Regions from separate parts of the Mus musculus genome. Here all the other regions are linked to region 1. The links are chromatin contacts, called in public HiChIP or PLAC-seq and promoter capture Hi-C maps. All regions are on one chromosome and are shown on one strand. Each heading gives the region's core, a stretch centred on a gene start, on an enhancer-like site or on the middle of the called end of the contact. The rest is flanking DNA. Distances are from core to core; before and after follow the strand shown. Region 1 holds the start of Tnpo1 (transportin 1). Region 2 overlaps Fcho2 (FCH domain only 2). Region 3 overlaps Gm45938 (a long non-coding RNA gene).

Evidence for each region. Promoter capture Hi-C pulls out the DNA fragments that hold promoters and counts their contacts. HiChIP or PLAC-seq counts read pairs in DNA pulled down with a chosen protein or histone mark.
Region 2: a promoter capture Hi-C map of fetal liver shows a contact between it and region 1, with 2.2 times the contacts expected there. The contact joins the enhancer-like site here to the promoter of Tnpo1 in region 1. A contact is called at or near these places in 4 of 39 promoter capture datasets (the HPC-7 cell line, fetal liver, neutrophils and 1 more), 2 of 484 Hi-C or Micro-C datasets (the G1E-ER4 cell line and the HPC-7 cell line) and 1 of 9 other capture datasets (adipose tissue).
Region 3: an H3K27ac HiChIP or PLAC-seq map of acute myeloid leukemia shows a contact between it and region 1, with 5 times the contacts expected there. The contact joins the enhancer-like site here to the promoter of Tnpo1 in region 1. A contact is called at or near these places in 12 of 39 promoter capture datasets (the 3T3-L1 cell line, the C10 cell line, the HPC-7 cell line and 8 more), 25 of 484 Hi-C or Micro-C datasets (the BV-2 cell line, the C2C12 cell line, the G1E-ER4 cell line and 16 more), 29 of 115 datasets of contacts at active chromatin or transcription factors (the 230-238 cell line, DN3 thymocytes, the HPC-7 cell line and 21 more) and 4 of 9 other capture datasets (adipose tissue, embryonic stem cells, liver and 1 more).

The regions. Positions count from the first base shown.
Region 1 is chr13:98,923,918-98,929,077 of GRCm38.p6, reverse strand. Tnpo1 (transportin 1) reads left to right here and starts at 2,694. Exons shown (of 24, transcript NM_178716.3): 1 at 2,694-2,827. The coding sequence starts at 2,813. It overlaps Gm52051 (translation initiation factor IF-2-like), which reads right to left and starts at 4,666. Exons shown (of 2, transcript XR_003950643.1): 1 at 1,672-4,666; 2 at 1-45.
Region 2 is chr13:98,730,801-98,735,960 of GRCm38.p6, reverse strand. It overlaps Fcho2 (FCH domain only 2), which reads left to right. Exons shown (of 26, transcript NM_172591.3): 20 at 831-942; 21 at 3,288-3,443; 22 at 3,752-3,884; 23 at 4,985-5,160. Among named protein-coding and RNA genes, the nearest start is that of Gm9465, 15 kb to the right of the region's middle. Within about 2 kb of position 2,495, at least 5 of the 459 cell types and tissues checked have an H3K27ac peak or open chromatin away from gene starts, as enhancers often do. A contact at or near this core is called in fetal liver, where this site is marked.
Region 3 is chr13:99,122,391-99,127,550 of GRCm38.p6, reverse strand. Gm45938 (a long non-coding RNA gene) reads right to left here. Exons shown (of 5, transcript XR_001781030.1): 5 at 5,093-5,160. Among named protein-coding and RNA genes, the nearest start is that of Gm45938, 14 kb to the right of the region's middle. Within about 2 kb of position 2,485, at least 85 of the 459 cell types and tissues checked have an H3K27ac peak or open chromatin away from gene starts, as enhancers often do. A contact at or near this core is called in the C2C12 cell line, acute myeloid leukemia, adipose tissue and 11 more, where this site is marked.

The DNA.
Region 1 (5,160 bases), core at 1,445-3,944:
GAAACGTAAAGAGGAAACATCACGCAGTAGCTGGTATCCTGTACACTAAGGAAAAAAATAGCAGAAAAGAAAAATTAAATCACATATGGTCATAAGCCTTAAGATGAGTAAGAGTAGTTTTAGCTTAAGATCAGAGTCAAAGATCACTTATTTAAAGCATCTCTACCCAGAATCTCTGTATAGTCACATTCTCATTTCAATCCAATGAAAGAATAGATTCTTAGATTATCTCATCCCAATTTTTAAAAAAAGATTTATTTATTTTATGTATGTGAGTACACTGTCACTCTCTTCAGACACACCAGAAGAGGGCTTCGGATCCCATTACAGATGGTTGTGAGTCACCATGTGGTTGCTGGGAATTGAACTCAGGTCCTCTGGAAGAGCAATCAGTGCTCTTAACCACTGAGTCATCTCTCCAGCCCCATCTCAACTTTATAATATCTAATAACCAAGAATTTTTTGTTGTTGTTTTCGAGACAGGATTTCTCTGTGTAGCCCTGGCTGTCCTGGAACTCACTTTGTAGACCAGGCTGGCCTTGAACTCAGAAATCCGCCTGCCTCTGCCTCCCAAGTGCTGGGATTAAAGGTGTGCGCCACCATGCCCTGCCTAAAGAAAAATTCATGTGGGGTGGTGGTAACACATACCTTTAATACCAAAAAGTACCAAAAATAAAATACCAAAAAAAAAATGTTTTTCTTTAAAAAGAATTCAAGGGAATAAATCCTTTTATATATACTAATTAATATTCAATCCTTCCTCCTTCCAGTTAGCTTTGTTTATTCCCAAAGTAGTATTTAGGTAAATTCTTCTTCATTGCTTGGTGTAGGTCCTACAACAATCCTTAGTTGCTCATCTTTAGTTTTATTTATGTGTATGAGTGCTTTGCTGCCACGCACATCATGGGAATGCCTAGTGTCTGTGGAGGTCAGCAGGGCATTGGACCCCTGGAACTGGAATTATGAACGGTTATGAGCTACCTCATGGTTGGAGACTAAAACCCAGGTCCTCTGCAAAAACAAAGGCTGTTACCCTCTGAACCATTTTCCCAGCCCCTAATCTTATAGATTTTAATGCTATTTTATTTTTTAAATCTCCAGCAATGTAAGATTCAGTTACCACAATCACACAATCATCTGATTTTTACAAGTCTCTACTCTACAATGAAAGCTTTTAAGTATAAAATAAGACCTGTTTACATTTTTCCTTGCAGTAAATTTTTTTGCAGACTCACCAAACTGCTCTGGAGGAAGGTTTACATTAAATTGTTTTTCTTAGGACATATTCCTTCTTAGAAAATTCCTTTCCAAGAACACTACTCTATCTAACTTCTATTAAATCAACATTTAAAAATGTTTATTTTATTTGATAGAGACAAAGTTTCTCTGTGTAGGCCAGGCTGGCCTGGAACTCAGCAATCTGTCTGCCTCTGCCTCTGGAGTGATGGGACTAAAAGTGTGGGCTGCCATGCCTGGCCATATTTTAGTAATTTTAAATATTTTCCCTTTCAATTTTCAGCTTTCTGATGATAAAAACCATCTTTTAGTCTCAAACTTTGAGTTAAGCTAATTGTAACACTAAAAAGTATTACAAGTGAAGATTTTTAAGCTTCTTAATAAATAAGTTGTAAATATTTAGCATTTTTCAAGAATTAGGTACAATAATTTTACCTGTAAAGTGTATGGAGAGCAATCACTGCCTAAACAAGAAGTATGTAACACTAAGGCAGTTGAAAGCACTGATGTGAAGATAATTCTCGCTGGCCACTCACTCAGAAAAAAGGACCACCTTGCTGTGCATATTTAAAATACTCATACGTGGTAAGTTTGTGTAAAAATAACCAGGCAGGGAAGAACGATTCTTCCAAGACCGGGTTTCTCAGTATAGCCCTGGCTGGCCTTGAACTCAGAAGTCTGCCTGACTCTGCCTCCCAAGTGCTGGGATTAAAAGCGTGTGCTACCACTGGGAAGAACAATTCACCTCTCTTCATTACCATTATTGCAACTGGCTTGAAAAGTGCCTACCTCTCCCATTTTAAAACACTTTCAGCTTGAAGTTACAGTACCTCTCTGGTGGTGGCTGTATAAGGAGAGAGGAGAGCTTATTATCTCCAAGCTCAGGGAACTAGCTTTATAGTAGAAACATACCTAGAGATGTAAACCTAATTTTCTAAATCATTTCATTTGGTTTTATATGGTAGTTTCGTGCTACATCAGCACATTTCAGAAGCCCCTGTGTTATCAAGGGGGCCGCCGTCCGCCCACACCCTTCTGCCTTGTCCCAGGAAAGCTGTAACAGTTCGACTGTGGGACGAGCGGCCTGGTGGGTGTCGCCGGGCTCTGGGCTCGGCGGTCTCCCGGGGGGGACACGAGTGCACTCCGGGCACGCACGTCACCTGCCGCCGGAAGGGCCGTGCATCTGGGCGTTCACACTCAACGGGCTGGGCAGCGGAGGCCGCGACTGAGCCCCAGGCTGGCTTGTGGGGGCTGCAGTGGGCGCGAGGGGGTGTGAGGCGGGCACGGGGCCGAGGCGTCGACCCCGGGACCCCGCTTGGTGAAAACCGCTGGGGCGCGCCGCCCGCCCGCCCGCCTTCCCGACGCAGGCCAGCAGGCCCAGGCCGCAGTTTTCCCAGCCCCGTCGCCGTTGCCAAGGCGACCGCCGCCGAAGATTCCCGCGCCGGGCTCCGCCCCCCGGCCAATCGGACCGGCGCTCGCCGGAGCCCGGATTCTCTTTGTTCCGCAGCCATTTCAGGCCCCGGACGGGAGGCAGCGCCGCTTCGGCAGAAAGGCCCGAGCGCCGGAGGCCTCTGGGATGGTGTGGGACCGGGTAGGTTGGCGTGAGGGTGCGTGGCCAGGGCGGAGGCGGGTGGGAAGCGGCCCGAGCGAGCTCCGACCGGCCGCCGCGCCGAGGGGACCGCGCTCCGCTGTCCGCCCTCTCGGACGGGGCCTGGCCGTTTGGAGCCCGCCGGCGACGGCGCGGTTCTAAGCCCAACAGCTGCGGTCCCGGGCGCCCTGCGGGTCCCGGACAGGGCAGGCGGCGCCCCAGGAGCGGGAGGTCGGTCCTGGGGGTGGCGGGAGGCTGGCGGGCCGAGCCGCTGCGATGCCCGTCAGGCCGCACGGTGCGAGGGCCCGAGGTCGCCGGTCTTTGTCCCGGAGCCTCGCACACTCCGGTTTCTGCAGCCAGCTGATCCGTCTCCCCCGAGGGCCTGCTGGCCTCGCGACCTGTGAACATAATTTTAATGTTTGTAACTACGGGTTTTGCTTAGGTTTGTGGGTTTTGCACGTCTGCCTCTGTCTGCCCACGCCACGGGGAAGGGCCGCCGAGGAACAGACCCGCCACCACAATCAAACTGGCTTTAGAAAGGCTTTCTTCCTCTTAGAAATGATCTCGCGGGGCTTAATTTTTTTTAATCACGTGGGGTTTGCAGGGATTGTTTACAGTTTCACTTTGTTACGCCAGTCGCGAATCAGCTGTTAACTGTAGAAACGAAGTCAGAGGCTGTCCACTAGTTGGGGAGATTGTATTAAGAAGCTTAGTATGTCCTGTTCGAAAAACAGTGATGGCTTCAATGAGTACGTAAGCAATGCTTTTCCCCCCTAAAGAGAAGACGCTCCTTAAATGCAAAATATTCGGTGAAATCAGTATTTGGAACTGACCTGTCTGTCTGCAATGTGCACGCTCAGACGTGTTCATCTTTAGGATACCAAAAGTACCTGCTGGGTTTTGAGTTTCCCTATCGAAACTTTCACTTAAGTGTGGTAAGAAAGTGTGCTAATGAAGTAAGTGGATGGTTTGTAGTTGGTGAGAAGTGATCCTTGTTACTGTCCTGTAACCCTCCGTCCTGGTTCTAGAGAATGGCTGGTCTATGTGGAAATTTGCAAGTGCAAAGGAAAAATACTACTTTAGAGGTGGCCGATTTATTTTAAACTCCTTGACACTTGCCGTGTGTGGGTGAATAGTGGTTTGGCAATTCAGCTTTTACTTGAGTCCGTGTACACCTACTGCACTGTGAGTGGTTCGTCTTCCCTTTCTGAAGAGGGCCTCGGCCTTCCATTAGCCATGTGCTTTTCCATCCTGCCCTGGCCAGAAATTACTGAATTCCTCCCACTGAAAGACCTATAGAAAATATTTTTGTATTTCTCCCTCCATTCCTAAAAGCCTTTTTGCCATTATATAATAGCAACAGGATAGAATTTTATCTTAAAAAAAAAAAAAGATCCTAGCTGTGCCTTTTTGCCATTATATAATAGCAACAGGATAGAATTTTATCTTAAAAAAAAAAAAGATCCTAGCTGTGACTATTTCCAGTATCAATAATTGTTATAGTCATTGTTTTATGACTATTTTTTTTTACTTATGTTAAAGTGATTGTGTGCATTCAGTTTTCTTAAATTGTGTTGAAATGTGAACATGTGCTATATTTAGAGGAATTTCTTGTGTTTGTTAGCCATATTGGCAAGCTTTTTTTTTTGAAAAGAAATCAGGTTCTAAGGAAGCCAAGTCAAGTTCCACATGAAGTAAATGTAACCAGAATAAATGAAAGAGAGGAAGGTGACAGCATGCGGACTGCCTTTGGAGGCAGAGGCAGGCAGATCTCTGAGTTCCAGGACAGCCAGGGCTCCACTGAGAAACTCTGTCTCCAAAAACAAACAAACCAGGAAAGAAAGAAAAGAATGTGGTATAAGATGCCAAAGATTTGGCCCTCCCCACCCCCCCCAAATGCTTACGTGCAGAGATTGAGAGAGCTGAACTAGAGTGTAACTGGTGATTTCAGAATCACGGAGGACAGTGCACCTTCCAAAAGGAAACTTCTCACAAGATGAGGTCCTGCTTGGCTAGTGTTAGTAAGGCTCTAGCAGGTTAGAGGAGTGTATTCACTGTTGGACAGAGGTTTGTGAGAGTGGGTGGACTGTGGTTAGTCAGGTAGAGGTTAGGAAGGGAGGTTCTCAAAGCCTTTGTGTGGTTCTGACACATCTATCCTAGGCACTGTTCTTAGAAGGACTGTAGTTGGTGTGATGAGTAGAGTATTCGCTTTCAAGCATCTTCATGCACAAATGAAACAAGAAACGAGGATGGAGATTTGTCTTCAAAAAAAAAATTTTTTTTTTTTTTGAGACAGGGTTTCTCTGTAGTCTTGGCTGTCCTGGAACTCACTCCGT
Region 2 (5,160 bases), core at 1,246-3,745, 190 kb after region 1:
AAGTCTGTATGATGATAATTCTCAAAACAGTTTGGTTGGGGGGGACACATTTTCGATTTGAAGCTTTTAGGATAGGGATGATGGAGGTTGATGAAGATAATGCAAATACTATAAGATAGGAAACACTCCAAAATCTGACAGAGGTCTGACACCAAGCGGTCCAAACACAGACAATATTTAAGTTAGGGTATATAAGCATCAAAGAGGGATTTAGAAAGCATTGTAGTAACAAGTAGGGTATGAACTGTTATTATTTGGAGGAACATAACAGCAAAAATCTAACATGATGGCCTGAAGTGTCTGATTGGTAAACCTATTAAAAAATGATATTTGGGCTGGAGAGATGACTCAGTGGTTAAGAGCACTGACTGTTCTTCCAGAGGTGCTGAGTTCAAATCCCAGCAACCACATGGTGGCTCATAACCATCTGTAATGGGATCTGATGACCTCTTCTGGTGTGTCTGAAGACAGTGCACTCACACATTTTATATATATATATAAAAGAAATTGGTATTTGAAGGTTTTTGGAGGCTGCAGTAATTACGTTAGCTTTTCAAATCAATGGCCTTTACCTTTTGATATTTCTTAACCATCCTGTGTCTTAAAAGTCAGTTTTATAGCCTTCTGGACTTATGTGTGTGTGTTTCACATTATGTTCTAATTTGTTTCTTGGTGTCTTTCTTAACCTCTAGGTTTATACTTGTAGAATTACTGAAACCAGTAATAAGTTCTTTTGTGAAAACCTAACATGAATCTGTCCGGTATTTATGGTATGACTCTTAGTATTTGTATGTTAGAATGATTTAACAAATGAATTATATCTGTTCTAGGTGTATCACGGGGTCCCAGCCCGGTCAGCCTTGGAAACCAGGACACTTTACCTGTGGCAATCGCCCTTACAGAATCTGTCAACGCCTACTTTAAAGGAGCAGATCCTACCAAGTTAGTTTTAAATATACATCAGCACTTGTGTTAGGTGTGGGGCAGGAATTGGGGCTTAGTGGTAAATTTTAAATTATTCTTTGATATTTTTTTTTGTGTAGTTGGCTATATGTGTGTGTGTGCGTATGTGTGTGTGTGTGTGTGTGTGTGTGTGTGTGTGTGTGTGTATACACACATACATATACATATATATATATATATATATATATATATACACATATATATATATATACACACACACACACATATACATACAGACATTTCCTACACACATGTTTTAGCATCTTGCTTTTGAGAAAAGTTACATCTGCTTTAAGACTTTGCTTTTGTTTGATGTGTATATGCTCCCCTGAATACACGTATGTTACCCACAAAGGCTGGAAGAGGGCATTGGAGTCCCTGGAACTGGAATGAACTGCTTGATGTGGCTGCTAGGAGCTGGACTTGGGTCCACTATAAGAGCAGCAAGCACTCTTTATTTTCCAAGCTATTTCCAGCCTCCATTCCTACTGTCTCACTAAAGTATTCAGCATATATTCATTCACAAAGTACTTGAGCGCTCACTATGTGTAAGACCTTTTTTTTCTCCCTCCCTCCCTTCCTCGTTTCTTCCTTCCTTCGTTTGTTTTGGTTATTCACGAGACAGGGTCTTTCTGTGTGCCCCTGGCTGGCCTGGAAGTCAGAGATCCACTTGCCTCTGCCTTCCAACTGCTTGGTATTACAGGTGTGCACTATTACACTAGTAAGTCTCTTGATAAGTACTAAAGCTACTTCAGAAAACAGAGGTCTCCTGAGCTTGCATTATAGTAAAGAAAACATCGGAGAAGCAGATAGAGTATGCATTGATACATGTTACTAAGAGGGGCGTATGAAGGTGGAAAATTACAGTAGGGAAAAAAGCTTTTGGAGATTTTAAGCAGCTATTTGAAAAATACAGTGGAGCAAACCATTCACTCTTGGGAGAGGATCTTGGGTAAAGGCATGCTTGGAAAACTCAGGAGACGGTGAAGGGAGGTAGGTCACTGCATAGGAAAAGGTTGAGGATGCATCCAGAGAGGGCCCAGGCCAGATCGGCTGTTGTAGGTCATGGTAAGGAATTGGGAATTCAACTGTAGTAAGGCAACATGGCAAGTGGACACTCTTGAGTTGAGAGGTCATGAAGTTATTTGTGGTTTTGTAATATTCTGGCTGTTCTTTGGAGAATTAAACTCAAGAAAAATAAGATTAGCCGCAGAAACCCAGATAAGAGATGGTGGTGACTTGAATATTAGCAGGAAAAGTTATAAGTGGTTATGAAGATTTGTTGAGATTAGAATGTGGTTTGAAGTACTTGTTGAGTGCTATTAATGTGGACAAGTTGGTAGCTTCACACATGATTCTGGAGCTCACTGAGTAAGTGTAGACTTGAGGAGAAATAGAGGCCCTGAGGTTAGAGGCCCTGAGGTGGTAGAACCGTGAGTGACTAGACAGGGGCAGATTACCATATCACGCTCAGGGAGCAGATGGGAGAGGTGTGGCCATGTGGACGTTTCTCATTCACAGTCAGCTGTGCCAATGTGGGGAGGAAGCTAATTTAGCCAAGGCTGTTGAGCTAAGTCTTAGTGAAGGTGTAAGGAGAGTTATACAAAGGAGGGTGTCTAGTGAGGAACCTGGAGATTCACAGATGGTGTGTAAGGGTGTGATGTTTAAAAGGCTAATGGAAATGGGGTAGGATGGTGAGGAAGTAGGTTGATAATAGATTGGACGAGTTAGACAAATTAGGAATCTGAGTAGATGAGTGAGGATTGTGAAACTATGAAGGGACTGTGGCCTGGCTGAGTGAGCTCAAGGACAGAGCCACTGTAAGAAAGACACTGAAAAGCTAGGTGATGACGGACATTGAAAGGGTCATCTGGATGGATAGTTAGCTTTACAAAAAATTATGCTGGAATAGTGGTGCAAAGAGAGGGGCAGTGAGCCAGGGACCGCTGAGGATGGTCTGCGGGGGATCTAAACAGTACCTTATGAACATGAGTTTCAATGGAAGAAACGGAACAAGAGCAGCCATCACACCAAGCCCAGAGGGCTCAAGAGGAGAAACTATCTGCAAGGAGTTAGTGATGGTGTTACCAGTGGAGCACTCCCTACAGGTCTTCCAAGGATGGCTACCACACACAAAGAAGTATCCTATGTTTATAGTTTTCTAAGACTAATTTACCTTAGTTATAATAAAGGATTTAAATATATATGTGTGTGAGTATGCTTACATAGATACATGTATGTATACACACACCTTTATAGCCAAGCATACTTTTGAGAGATTAGAACGTCTTATCTAAGAACTTGCCAATGTCTTCCCTTGTCAGGTGTATTGTGAAGATCACGGGAGACGTGACAATATCATTTCCCAGTGGGATTATTAAAGTCTTCACCAGCAACCCCTCCCCAGCTGTGCTGTGCTTTAGGGTGAAGAACATCAGCAGGCTGGAGCAGATCCTTCCAAACTCCCAGCTTGTGTTCAGGTTAGTGTGCCGTGCTGCTAAGATTAGCATTGAAGGCTCTTCTTAAGAAGGTTTGCTCTGTGAAATAATGTGGACTTTGAGGACAATGCCAACGGTCTTTGTTACAGGAAAGCAGCTTTTTGCTAGCCTCTTGTTTCCTGTTAGTTCTGCTAGCTGTTTTTCAGGGAAACTGCTGTGCTCTGTTCTTCATCTTCTTAGTTCTCCCTCATCCCACCTTCGGGTTCATTTCTAATAATATTTCCCAGGTCACTGAGTAAATAAAGGAAAGAGAAAGATAAGTCAAATAACAATGTTTCTTACACTTGCAGTGATCCATCACAGTGTGATTCCAACACAAAAGATTTTTGGATGAACATGCAAGCTGTTACTATCTACCTCAAGAAGCTATCAGAACAAAATCCAGCTGCTTCTTATTATAATGTAGATGTATTAAAATACCAGGTGAGTGCCCTGTCAACGTGACAACCTTAAATTTACATAGAAACGAGTGGAATCTGGCAGAACACTAAAGGAATAAAATGTCAGAGCCAAACAAGGTCCATTCCAAGAGCGCAAGATTGTTTGAGAAATTGAGAATATGTTAATGACTTTCAGCCACGACCAAGTGTTTACCATGTATTTGTGACTAAACTACTGAGTAAATAGTAGTACATGAATTTAGCCTGGAAATTCCAGTATCATTGTTCTTCATAAAGAAATGCCAAAGCAGTCAACCAAAGTTTAATGTAGCAGACAATTATAGTTTCTATTAATACTACCGTAGTTAAGTGTTTCTAGAGTTTTTATTACTGTTAGATAAGAGTTTAATTCCTGGCAACACACATATGCATGCACACCCATGCTAGAGACAAATTTTCTATTTTCTATTCATGTTTGAATTTTTAATAGTGTAGTGATACTAAAATAACTTGTGTTTCTAAAAGAAACATATGTAATTAGTGCTTGTTAAGCGTTGGGACAAGGTGATGGTAAGCATGATCAGTAAGAAATATTGTTAGGTTAGAAGGAAAGGGGTCTGGACAAAAGAAAATGGCTTCAGGGAGCCCGTTGAGAAAGAAGCTGGAGAGTCAGGAGGAATCATGCCATTCACTATGGTTAAAGTTACTGAATATTGGAAGTTAGAAGTGTATTAATTCTAGGCTTTGGGATCCACATGGGATCCCTCTTTTCTCACTGATGTATATCTAAGTTTTTATAATTTTATATATAATTAGTGATGATTCTTAGAATCCTTTGAAAGGCTTTAGACTTTATAAAAATAAATAATAAAAAATTACTTAATAGAGTGCTGGTTTCTGGGTGCTGTCCCTACTGTGTTGTAAGTCAGATTTCCTGTAGTTGGATCCTGGGGTACTGCATCATGGCAGTTTACCAGTAACCCTACCTCCTGGTCCTCTGAGCTGAGTGTTTTCCTAGCAACAGTCGCTCTCCTTGCTGCGCAGCTGTGATTGTGCAGATTCACAGGCTTAAGTGTTTGTGTTATGAACATGCCTTGTAGACTCTGCAGGCAAAGACAGTTATTTGCTTGATTCTTTTTAAAGGTATCATCAAATGGCATTCAGTCCACTCCTCTAAATCTTGCAACCTACTGGAAATGTAGTGCCAGCACCACAGATCTGAGAGTGGATTATAAGTACAACCCAGAAGCTATGGTCGCTCCGAGTGTGCTTTCCAACATACAGGTGGTGGTTCCCGTGGATGGAGGTGTCACAAATAT
Region 3 (5,160 bases), core at 1,236-3,735, 200 kb before region 1:
GTGCTCTGCCTTCCCCGTGACAACAACTCGGCCGATGGGCTGCAGCCAATCAGGGAGTGACACGTCCTAGGCGGAGGATAATTCTCCTTAAAAGGGACGGGGTTTCACCATTCTCTCTCTTGCACTCTTGCGCTCTGGCTCCTAAAGATGTAAGCAATAAAGCTCTCTGGCTCCTAAAGATGTAAGCAATAGAGCTCTTGCTCTCTTGCTCTCTTGCACTCTTGCTCTCTTGCTCTCTTGCGCTCTTGCTCTCTGGCTCCTGAAGATGTAAGCAATAAAGCTTTTGCCGCAGAAGATTCTGGTTTGTTGCGTCTTTCCTGGCCGGTCGCGAACGCGTGTAAGACTACCCCAAGACCAACTGTTGAAAGAGGACAAATGGGGATCTATGCTTGACAGAGGAATGCTCAGATCAGTAAAACAAGATTACAAGGAACTCAGAAACCCGCTTGCCTCAGAAGCACCACGCAGTACAAGAATTGCTAACCATTCAGTGAGAAGCCAGTCTTCACAAAGGAGGCTGTTTGTCTGTTCCTTGTCTTTGAGGTGTTCTGATTTGGGGCCAGCCTACCTAGCAAAGAAGTACTGGTAGAGGCAAATCATGAATCATTGAGATTGATAATTTGCCTCACAACTGAAGAACTAGTTGGGGATCACAGTGAGAAAGGAAGAAAATAACGTTAACCCAAAGGAAAAGCTGATGGAGAAGCCTGGCTTCCTGCCCCGCCCTCAAGCCCAGTGAACGGAAAGGGAAACAGCACAGAGCATTCAAAGTCCTTTAAGTGAGAAAGCAGGTTGCGCATCCTCTAGCTGCTCGGGACCTTCTCTTGAGGAAACAGGCAGATGTGTTTGTGAGTGGTTATCTGAACGTGACCCCTAGTGTCCAACTTGGACAGCACTCACAGAGAAAAATCTTTGTTAAAGGAAGGCCGGAAACTGTAGGACTATGTAATAACATTGGGGCTATGAGAGATTTCATCTAGTTTCCTATTTTACAAACGAGTGGTTAAGGCCAAGGAATGGTAAGATGACTTGGGGGGCACATCGGTGGTGACAAAGCTGGAATGGAGCCCAGGTATTTTAATTCTAGTTCAATTTCTTGAGCATTTTGTTTTAGAGAATGATTGACACTAGATAGTCTGTGATAAGATCTACCTACAGAAGAACATGAGGATCAGTGTTTCGTTACACAGACTGGAATATGAAGTGGGCATTGATACCATCTATACACACTATGATCTGAAGCAATGCTAGTCAGTAACTAATTTTGGGGGGGGGGATTGGTTTATTTGTTCTGTAGATAGTATTCTGCCTGCATGTATGTCTGCAAACCAGAAGAGGGCACCAGATCTCATTACAGATGGTTATGGCCACCATGTGGTTACTGGTAATTGAACTCTGGAAGAACAGTCAGTGCTCTTAACCTCCGAGCCATCTCTCCAGCCCCCAGTAACTAAATTTTTAATTGCTCATCTTTGGTATGTGTGTATTTGTGAGTCATGTGGTTGCCAGTGTGTGCAGAGTCCAACTTTATCTTTCTAATATATTAAAGTTTGTTTTTTGTTTGTTGTTTTACAAGGCAGGGTTTCTCTGTGTAGCCATGGCTGTCCTGAAGCTCACTCTGTAGACCAGGCTAGCCTCGAGATCTGCCTCCCTCTACTGCCTGAACACTGGGATCATAGGCGTGTACCACCACTGCCCAGCTAAAATTTGATTTTTTTTCCCCTTCAGTATAATTATTTTATGTATATGAGTGAGTGTGTTCCTGCACCACATGTGTTTGGTGGCCACATGGGCAAACAAAACAGTATCAGATCCTTTGAAACTGGAACTACCAAGGTTATAAGCCACCATGTGATTTACAGATAACTGAACCTGGTCCTCTAGAAAGAGCAGCAACTACTCTTAACTGCCAGCCCACCTCTCTTGAGTTCACCCTTCAGTTTTTTATGACAGAGTCTCTCCCTGGAGCTCACTGAGTAGGGTAGGGTGGCTAGCCAGCAAGCCCTAGGTATCTGCTCGTCTCCTCCTCTCGCCAGTGCTGGGATTTTAAAAATCATGCAACCACACCCAGTTCTTTTATGTGAGTTCTGAGAGTTGAGTTCATGTCCTTGAACTTGCAAGACAAGCACTGGACTGCCCGAGCCCTCTCCCCAGCCTCGTGTTAGGCACTGTTGAAGTTTTAGACCTTTCCATATTTTCTCCATTACGCACCACACATTTCAGTGACAAATTATGGCATTTCTTCCTGGCCCAAGGTTCATAATGATCTTCAAAGGGAAGAAATGATATCATGTAACTGGAACATTCACTGAGGACGGGAGTCAGATGCACAGAGTCTCCTGAGATCTCCAGCTACGGACATTTGTGTGTGCAGCTGTTACATTCCACCCATTTCCTGTCCTCCTGCTCCCAGCCTGCTGAGCAATGCCAAAGGACATCTTGTCCCCAGGCCTGCTCATGCTCCTAGGGACCCAGCCGATCTCACTCAGCTAGCTCCTAGCATCCAGAGGTATTTGGGTCACTCCCTGCCAGACTCCTGCCAAAAGCCCTTCCACATTCCTCTCTCCTCTCCCTCTTCTCCACTTCTCCGCCCCCTGACCATATAAGATCATTCGGTGTGACCTAACAATGTGCCTCTTTACCCACCCACCTCAGACCATGTCTCAAAGGTGGAAATGCTCTTTTCTTTTCAAGGTCTTTTCTTTACACTTGAGACTCTCTCCTAGACACTCCTCCATCAGCCACCAGCACTTTGCTCCATTTCTGTTTTCCCCCCTCCTCTTTCCAGCTTCTCTTGCCCAGAAAAACACCGACTTTCCCTTAAACTTAGAAAAGACTCTTTTAGCCCATTCCTCAAGTTAAAGCCATCTCTGCCTTTTGTTTTATTTGAAGTTTGCTTGGTGAGGTATATTCCCCAAGTCTTTAATCTGTGCTTCTCTCAATTTGTTTCCAATGGTCTCCTAATATCACATGTGTAGAAAATTTAAATATTCAAAATTTGATCCACCATGGACAGAGAGGGCAGCTCTCAACAGTATCGGCCACTAATGCAGAGAGTCATGGCTGGTGAATGTGGTGAGAAAGGAACTTGAGTGCTCAGCCCTAGGAGAGACATCTTTGCTAACTAACCCTACCCCTGCTCCTCCAAGGCTCAGGAGACAGAGGAAGAGTAGGGAGAAAGTGAAAGTTTTTCTCTGCTGGTGAAATGAGCCAATTCAAACCAGATTGGAGAATATAAGGGGGAGCCCTTCATGGGGAGTGACTTCAGGGTCCCAAGAAATGAGGCCAGGAAAGTGGCCCAGGGTGAGGGAGACAGGGGTGGGGGATGGGGGTGGGAGGAGTGGCTGGGGAGGAGGGCAGACAGAAATCGAGAAAGGGCTTGCTCACAAGAGGGAGAGAAAATACAGAGAGAGAGGGGGAGGAGGGAAAGGAAGGAGGGGGAGGAAGAGAGTGGGAGTACTGAGGAACAGGGAGGGAGGGAGGGAGGGAGGGAGAGAGAGAGAGAGCACAAAATGCCTGGATTGTACCGGGAGGAGCTTATGGGGGAGGGGAAGCCCAGCCCCTGGGCTGTAAAATTCAGGGTAGAGGGCAGGGTATGCCAGCCATGCCCTGTATACATAGAGACTGAAGGATGCTGGGAGAACCTGGAGCTCTGGTCCTCTTTGGTGTGTAAAATATGCACCTCCACCACTTGTCCTGGATCTGAACTGCATCAGAAAGAACATAAGAACTGGAGGGTGGGGAGGAGCGACGTGAAACGTCTTCTGGATCCGAGATGGCGATTGTACTCACACCGTACTTAGGCAGATGTGGCTCCCTGCACAAGGTCAAGTCAGCCAGAGAATTCAGTCACAGATTAAGGCGGTGTTCTCTAGGCCCTACCCCTACTGAGGAGCTACTAGCAATTGATAAGCTACTGGGGAAGGAGAACCGGCTTTTTGAGGGCGTGGTCGCTGGTAGGTTTTCTATTCCCAGTGGATGGTCCCACATGCATGCACATATAGATGGTACTAATTGAATCCAGTGGGGAAGAGGAGGAAGAGGAGAAAACGGAGTTAGAAGAGGTAAGTATGGAGGGACATGGGAAATATAGAAAGAGACTGGCATGGATATGACCTATTTCGTGTGAGAAATGGTGTATACATGTGAGAAATTCTCAAGAGTTAAGAAAATTACATAATTATATAAGTGTAATTATTTAGAGGGCTCTAAATTCGACTCTGATATAAAGAATTTTGCTCATTACACTCAAAGCCCTAATGTTAGTTTTCGGTCTTTTCTCATATGCTGTACATATGTGTCTCAATACCCAAGTTAGACTGTGAGTTCCTTTGGAAAGCCATCTCAGCTTCCCTTCTGTACTGGCTAGTTCTGTGTCAACTTGACACAGCTGGGGTTATCACAGAGAAAGGAGCTTCAGTTGAGGAAATGCCTCCATGAGATCCAACTCTAAGGCATTTTCTCAATTAGTGATCAAGGGGGAAAGGCCCCTTGTGGGTGGGACCATCTCTGGGCTGGTAGTCTTGGGTTCTATAAGAGAGCAGGCTGAGCAAGCCAGGGGAGGCAAGCTAGTAAAGAACATCCCTCCATGGCCTCTGCATCGGCTCCTGCTTTCTGACCTGCTTGAGTTCCAGTCCTGACTTCCTTGGTGATGAACAGCAGTATGGAAGTGTAAGCCGAATAAACCCTTTCCTCCCCAACTTGCTTCTTGGTCATGATGTTTGTACAGGAATAGAAACCCTGACTAAGACACCTTCCTAGTTGTGCCCAAGTGGCTCTTGCCAAATCTTATAATAGTCAGCCTCTAGATGGCCCCATAACTCACCACCTACGTCATGACCCTGTGTTGACCCTTCCTATACTCGATAGGGTGGGTCGAAGCAACTGGTGGGCCAGTAAGAAAATGATTGTTGTGACCTTTGAAGCTAGGTTACAAAAGACAACTATAATTACAATTAATTACAGTTAAAATTTGGTCTTGCTATCTCTTGGATTGCTCTGGGGGAAGCTGACTTACAGGACAGCCCTATAACAGAGGCTTCCTAGCAATACCCAAGAGAACATCTTGGTACTGGGTCCTCCATCCCATCCAAACCTCCTGATGACTGCCATCTTCGTTCATATTTTGACTACAATAAGAGAAGATGAACAAGAAGCCCC